Linked DNA regions of Gossypium hirsutum: region 2 is linked to region 1. Evidence: chromatin contacts called from public Hi-C data. All regions are on one chromosome and are shown on one strand. The core of a region is the stretch at or near the end of the contact, and the rest is flanking DNA. Distances in the headings are between cores, read along the strand shown. Region 1 holds the start of LOC107951875 (caffeoylshikimate esterase). Region 2 holds the start of LOC107951874 (synaptonemal complex protein 1).

Region 1 (2,897 bases), core at 44-2,543:
TATTTGTAATTAATCACTCAAAACTCTTCGCCAATCATAATTGATCATTAATTTTTTTAATTATTAAAATAATTCGTTTTACCATACGTATTATCCGCACACATTATTAATAGGGAATTCCTATGATTCAACCCCTACAGCATGAATATTCTTAGTGAATAGGCCTCATCGAATAAATTTTTATCCCTAATATTATTTATTTATTAAATACTTTTAATATTTTATTTTATTTCAGGTTAGAATTTATAATATATATATATAAAGAAGGTAAAATTGTCAATCACGTCCCTGATTAATTGGCATGAGGTTTCGGAATCTATCCCGATAATTGTAAACCTTTTCCTCCTTTTTCATTGTAATGTGCAATGTGCTTATTCACTTGTAAAAAAAATTAATAATAATAATAATGATAAATCAAAGCGTAAAAAGAAAGTGAAATGATATAAAGAAGCAAGTAGTGAGAAAATAATAGATTGTAGGCCCATGAAATGTCTTTGGACCTTATTGCTAAGGCCTTTCATAATTCATACATTGAGTCTAACTAGACTTGTTGGGCTGGCGGTTGGTGAGAATGGGGCCTCCTACCTACCAACGTAGGTGGGGCCCTATACCTTTTCTCTTTTTTAATAATAAACAGCCTTATCCTTTCTTAAACAAAATGCTATATTGCTAAGGTCTGTTTCGGTATTCTACTCAATCAAGACTTCAAGGTTGCAAATGAAGTTTCAATTTAATCAGGTTTTAGAATGTAAAAATGTGAGTTATTTTTCGAGTTTAATTTATTAAAATTGTAATTAAAACTACTCTCAAATTAAAACATGAATTTAATTTAAAAAAATTTACACATTGGTTTCAAAGTTGAAAGTTATTGTTGAACTAAACTTAATTATCATAAAAATTAAATTTCAATAGTAGTTTATAATCGAATTTTAAAAAACTGTTGCATAAATTATTCAAACATCCGTTTACTACAAGTTTAAATCTTACTTGTATAAAAAACCTGTTACATATATTATGTATTTTATTTATTTATTTATTTTCGTTATTCTTTTAACTATTATAGCCTTGTGTTTCCTTAAAAAAACCATTGTGTTGCATTTTCATATAAAAATTAGTAAATCCAAACAATAAAATTGAATTTATTTATTAAATAAAAAATATAATTAGAAATCCAATTTCTTACGACATTCATACAGTTTTATTTATAAAATGGAATTCCAAACCTACCCCTGAAGTGGAGCCCACCAAAAGTCAGTCCACCAACTCTTACCCACTCCCAAAGAACTCGGTTGGTGGAAACTTATTTTCCCACTTTGCCCAGAAAATAAAATCAAATCAACAAAATCCAAAACATCATTTCCGCACCAAAAAACAAACGCGCATTTACGTTGGGAGAGTTCAGCGAAAATGGCAGGCGAAGCAGCTGCGGCGGCGAATTTCTGGGGTGATATGCCGGAGGAAGACTATTACAGGTCGCAGGGTGTACGCAACACCAAGTCTTACTTCGACACTCCCAACGGAAAGCTCTTCACCCAGAGCTTCTTACCCTTGGATAAAAAAGTGAAGGCCTCCGTCTACATGACCCACGGCTATGGATCCGACACTGGTTGGCTCTTCCAGAAGATCTGCATCAACTTTTCCAATTGGGGTTATGCTGTTTTCGCCGCTGATCTTCTCGGCCATGGCAGATCCGAGGGTCTCCGCTGCTACTTAGGTAATTTATCTCTGTTTTCTTTTCTTTCTTTTTTTTTTAATGTTATTTATAAACTGGATATCCGATGATTATATTTTAATAATATAAAAAAACTTTATAACTTCAAGATAAACTTTTGAGAAAGTTATGGAGTAGATATGTATATATATATATTATGTTTGTGGATTGAAAGAGAAGTAATCCTGAGATAAGCAGAGGGTTAAGTAAAGATATAATATGACTGAATTAAAAAAAAAACACCTGATATAAGTTAAAATTAGGGAGTTCATGTCGCCCTTCTTCTCCAGGGATTTGTTACTGGGCCAAAATAAAGTTTTAAAAGTTTAGGGGGGCGAAGTTAAAAGATTTGCTTAAATTTTAAGATTTTATAGCTAAAAGGGACCAAAGTTGATATTATACCAATCAGTTAAGCCCTCTAGTTAGTCACCTAGCTGCTTCCATCCTTAACCTCCCAGTCTGCAGTATAAACTTGAAGTAGCATGTTATTTTGATGAACTTTTGATTCAACAATTGTTCACCTTCCACTGGGATTTTAAGCTATATCATTGTAATATCAGACTTTTATCATCATATTAAACTATGGGATATTTGAAGAAAAATGATTAAATACTTGGCTATTGAAGTTCATCAACAGAGGTGGTGATTGTTTAATGTAGGTGACATGGAGAAAGTTGCTGCAACATCCTTATCATTCTTCAAGCACGTCCGGAACAGCGATGAATACAAAAACTTACCCGCATTCCTGTTTGGTGAATCCATGGGAGGAGCAGCAACAATGCTCATGTACTTTCAATCCGACCCTGAAACTTGGACCGGTCTAATTTTCTCGGCGCCGCTCTTTGTGATGCCTGAGAACATGAAGCCGAGTAAGGTGCGGTTGTTCGTGTACGGTCTGCTCTTCGGATTAGCTGATACATGGGCAACTATGCCGGATAACAAGATGGTTGGGAAAGCAATCAAAGACCCAGAAAAGCTTAAGATCATAGCATCAAATCCAAGAAGATACACTGGACCACCAAGGGTTGGAACCATGAGGGAGCTGGCTAGGGTTTGTCAGTACATTCAAGACAATTTCTCAAAGGTAAGGGCACCATTTTTGACAGTTCATGGGACAAGTGATGGTGTCACTTGCCCAACATCATCTAAATTGTTGTATGAGAAGGCATCAAGTGTGGACAAAACC
Region 2 (2,859 bases), core at 83-2,582, 200 kb after region 1:
TCGTTTTCCTAGCAGCTGAAAAGTTTCAAAAACCAAGACATGAGACAAATGATTGAAGAACACTTTTTCGGAAATCGGGATCGTATTCAAATCCGAATAACATAAACCGACCTATAATAGGAGACTGTGGCCTTATCTGCCTGTTGTGATCCAGTGATTTTAAAGCTGATGAAGAATCATATAGTTCCTTCCGAGTTACAACAACAGCAGCTGGGGCAAGCCCGAATTCATCTTTTGACTTGATAAAATGCTGTGGGAAAGAATGTGAATCCACTGTTTGAGAAGCATTTATTTCCTCATTTTCACCTTCTGCAAACAAGAAGGAAAATGCCCTGTGCCTGAAATCGCAGTTTCGAGAAGCGAAAATTGATAAGAACTGGTTCACAGAAATTCCCAACTGGAAATCCCACCATGGAACTTGAAATTTCAGCTTGTTATACTTTTTCTTGCACACTTGCCATTGTAGTACCCGCAGATTACTTGCAACCGTCAATCCACCCCCTAAAGATTTCAAATCAGCACCATGGTTAAAACATATCCCAAGATAAAAACAAAAAAATAAACAATAGATAGGTTGGTGTTGAAGTACTTGAACAAGGAAACCAGTGATCAATGTCCCATGAAAGAGGTGAAGCTGAATCAGCATGGTAATACAGGACATTTCCGTACGGATCCACTCGGATTACTTCCGGATCAAACCCCGCGTTCCTGATTTAAACAAACCCATAGATATCAGAAAAACAAAACAAATATATATATTCGTAAGTTTTTCAGTTCAAGTTAATTACCCTAAATGACTTAGCTGCTTCCACAAGAGATTAATGAAGATTTTTGGCTTAGCTGATGGTCTTGCCTTTGGATCAATAAGTGGGAACAGTTCATCCAGTTCCTTTGCTCTCAGATTCTGCAAAATACAAAAAACAAACTAGTAGTTAATCTCCATTGCCTCGGTTCTCATTTCATCAAAAAGAAAAGAAGAACAAAATCACCCAAAACGCCAAAAACCCATTTCTTCTTGAAAGAAATTTTTTTTAAAAAAAGTGGTAAACAAAATGACCTCGTTTTGGTGCAAAACGTAAGGAATGAAGGTGAAAGGAGGGCCATAGGGGTAGGGACCAAGACTACGGTCCCGGCATATTTTGGCATAGGCTCTGGGGTATCCGAGACCCTCATCGATCACCATTTCCTCGTCGGCGAAGGCGTATTCCACTGCCATTTCTATCAGTGAGATTTTTTCTTGTGAAGATGGAAGAGACGAATGAGAGAAAATGTTGTGTTTTTGATTTGGGAATTAAGAAATAGAAGCTAACGGTCGAATTGTGTGTATCATTAAACAATAATATAAGAATTTTCCTTTTTGATAGCTTTAAGTTAAGTGGTGCCACGTCAGCGAAATTCGAAGGGGGAGTGCAACGGCTACATTATTCTACATTTGCTGGGCTGGTCCCACGCCAAAATTAAATACTTGGCATTTTCCATTTATGTTATTATACAATGGCCGCGCAATTCGTTTGGTCCAATCGCCTCATAAAATTTATTTCATTATAAAAATATTATTTAGGCCGCCCCTCATCCTAAATATTTCAAGAAATTAATTTAATTATGTTTTTTTTCGTATTTAAAATTATTTTCTATAAAGAATTATCTTACAATATTGAATGAGAGGGTATCTTTCGAAATTTCTTTGTTAACGTTAGGTTGTGGGTCGTTGAGTAAATGTTTTTTTTTTGTCATTAGCTTGATATTTTTAATTTATTATAGGGGCGAGCTTAGAATAAATTTTTAGAGAATAAATAAAATTTTAATTTTTTATAACTTATATCTTTATAATTTTTAAAGGATTAAATTAAATTTTTATAATTTTAGGAAGGCCAAAGTGTAATTTTACTTTTATTAATTTAAATTTTTTTAAAAATTTAAGGGGCTAAATAAGAATTTTACATTTTAGGGGGCCAAGGCCCTGCCAGCCCCCCTAAATCTGCCCTCGCTTACTATCCCCTACTATTTGTTTCTCTTTTCTTTCTTAATATTATATTATAAATAATTTGGAGATAAATATCAAATTTGTACATGAATTTTAATTTAGTGCAATTAGGCATATGAAACTTCAATTGTGATTCATATATATACATATAAAACTTTTATTTTGATTCAATTGTACATATTTAAAAAATAGATACATACATTTATTTTCACATTGAATTTATATAATTGTTTGTGTATGCCATATATCAATCTAAAATGGTACTAATTCGATAATGTTGTTAGTGATTTATGAAAATTGAATCAAATCAAAATTTCATGTAAGAAATCTCACAAAATCAAAGTTCATGTATGACATTGCACATTGAATCAAAGTTTATACATAGTTTTGATATTTATCTCATATAATTTGTTGATAAACTTCCATATCTTTCGAGTTGATTCACATTTATAATTTGATTTTTGTGTTTGTAAATTTTTGTTCATCATAATATAATTATTTATTTACTATATTAATATTTAATCAATAATTGAATTTAGAGTTAATATTAAATTATTATAATAAATTAAACTGAAACATGAGAAAATTATAAAATTATGACGTAAACTCCCTAATCTTTTTTAAAATTAATAAATTATGTAAGAAAAACATGTTATTGACTAATATATTATTCTCTAAGTTGAATCATAATAATAAAATGTTCAAAACACGACATGACATGAAAAATAACATTAATTTGACATATGTACGAAATATATTAAAGTCTACACCACTCTTTCATAAATTTTTATATGATTAATATTCTAACAATTCAATCATTGAATTTATCAAGATATTTGTACTTGTCATGCATGTAAAATTTTAAATTGATTTGA

The links. A called contact is a pair of places that touch in the nucleus more often than the background predicts.
Region 2: a contact with region 1 is called in a Hi-C map of leaf, with 2.1 times the contacts expected there. The contact joins the promoter of LOC107951874 here to the promoter of LOC107951875 in region 1. A contact is called at or near these places in 2 of 34 Hi-C or Micro-C datasets (both in leaf).

What each region holds. Positions count from the first base shown.
Region 1 is chrA02:89,538,943-89,541,839 of Gossypium_hirsutum_v2.1, forward strand. LOC107951875 (caffeoylshikimate esterase) reads left to right here and starts at 1,294. Exons shown (of 2, transcript XM_016887044.2): 1 at 1,294-1,714; 2 at 2,371-2,897. The coding sequence starts at 1,408.
Region 2 is chrA02:89,737,116-89,739,974 of Gossypium_hirsutum_v2.1, forward strand. LOC107951874 (synaptonemal complex protein 1) reads right to left here and starts at 1,333. Exons shown (of 7, transcript XM_016887043.2): 1 at 1,058-1,333; 2 at 789-904; 3 at 590-708; 4 at 441-501; 5 at 112-338; 6 at 1-15. The coding sequence starts at 1,216.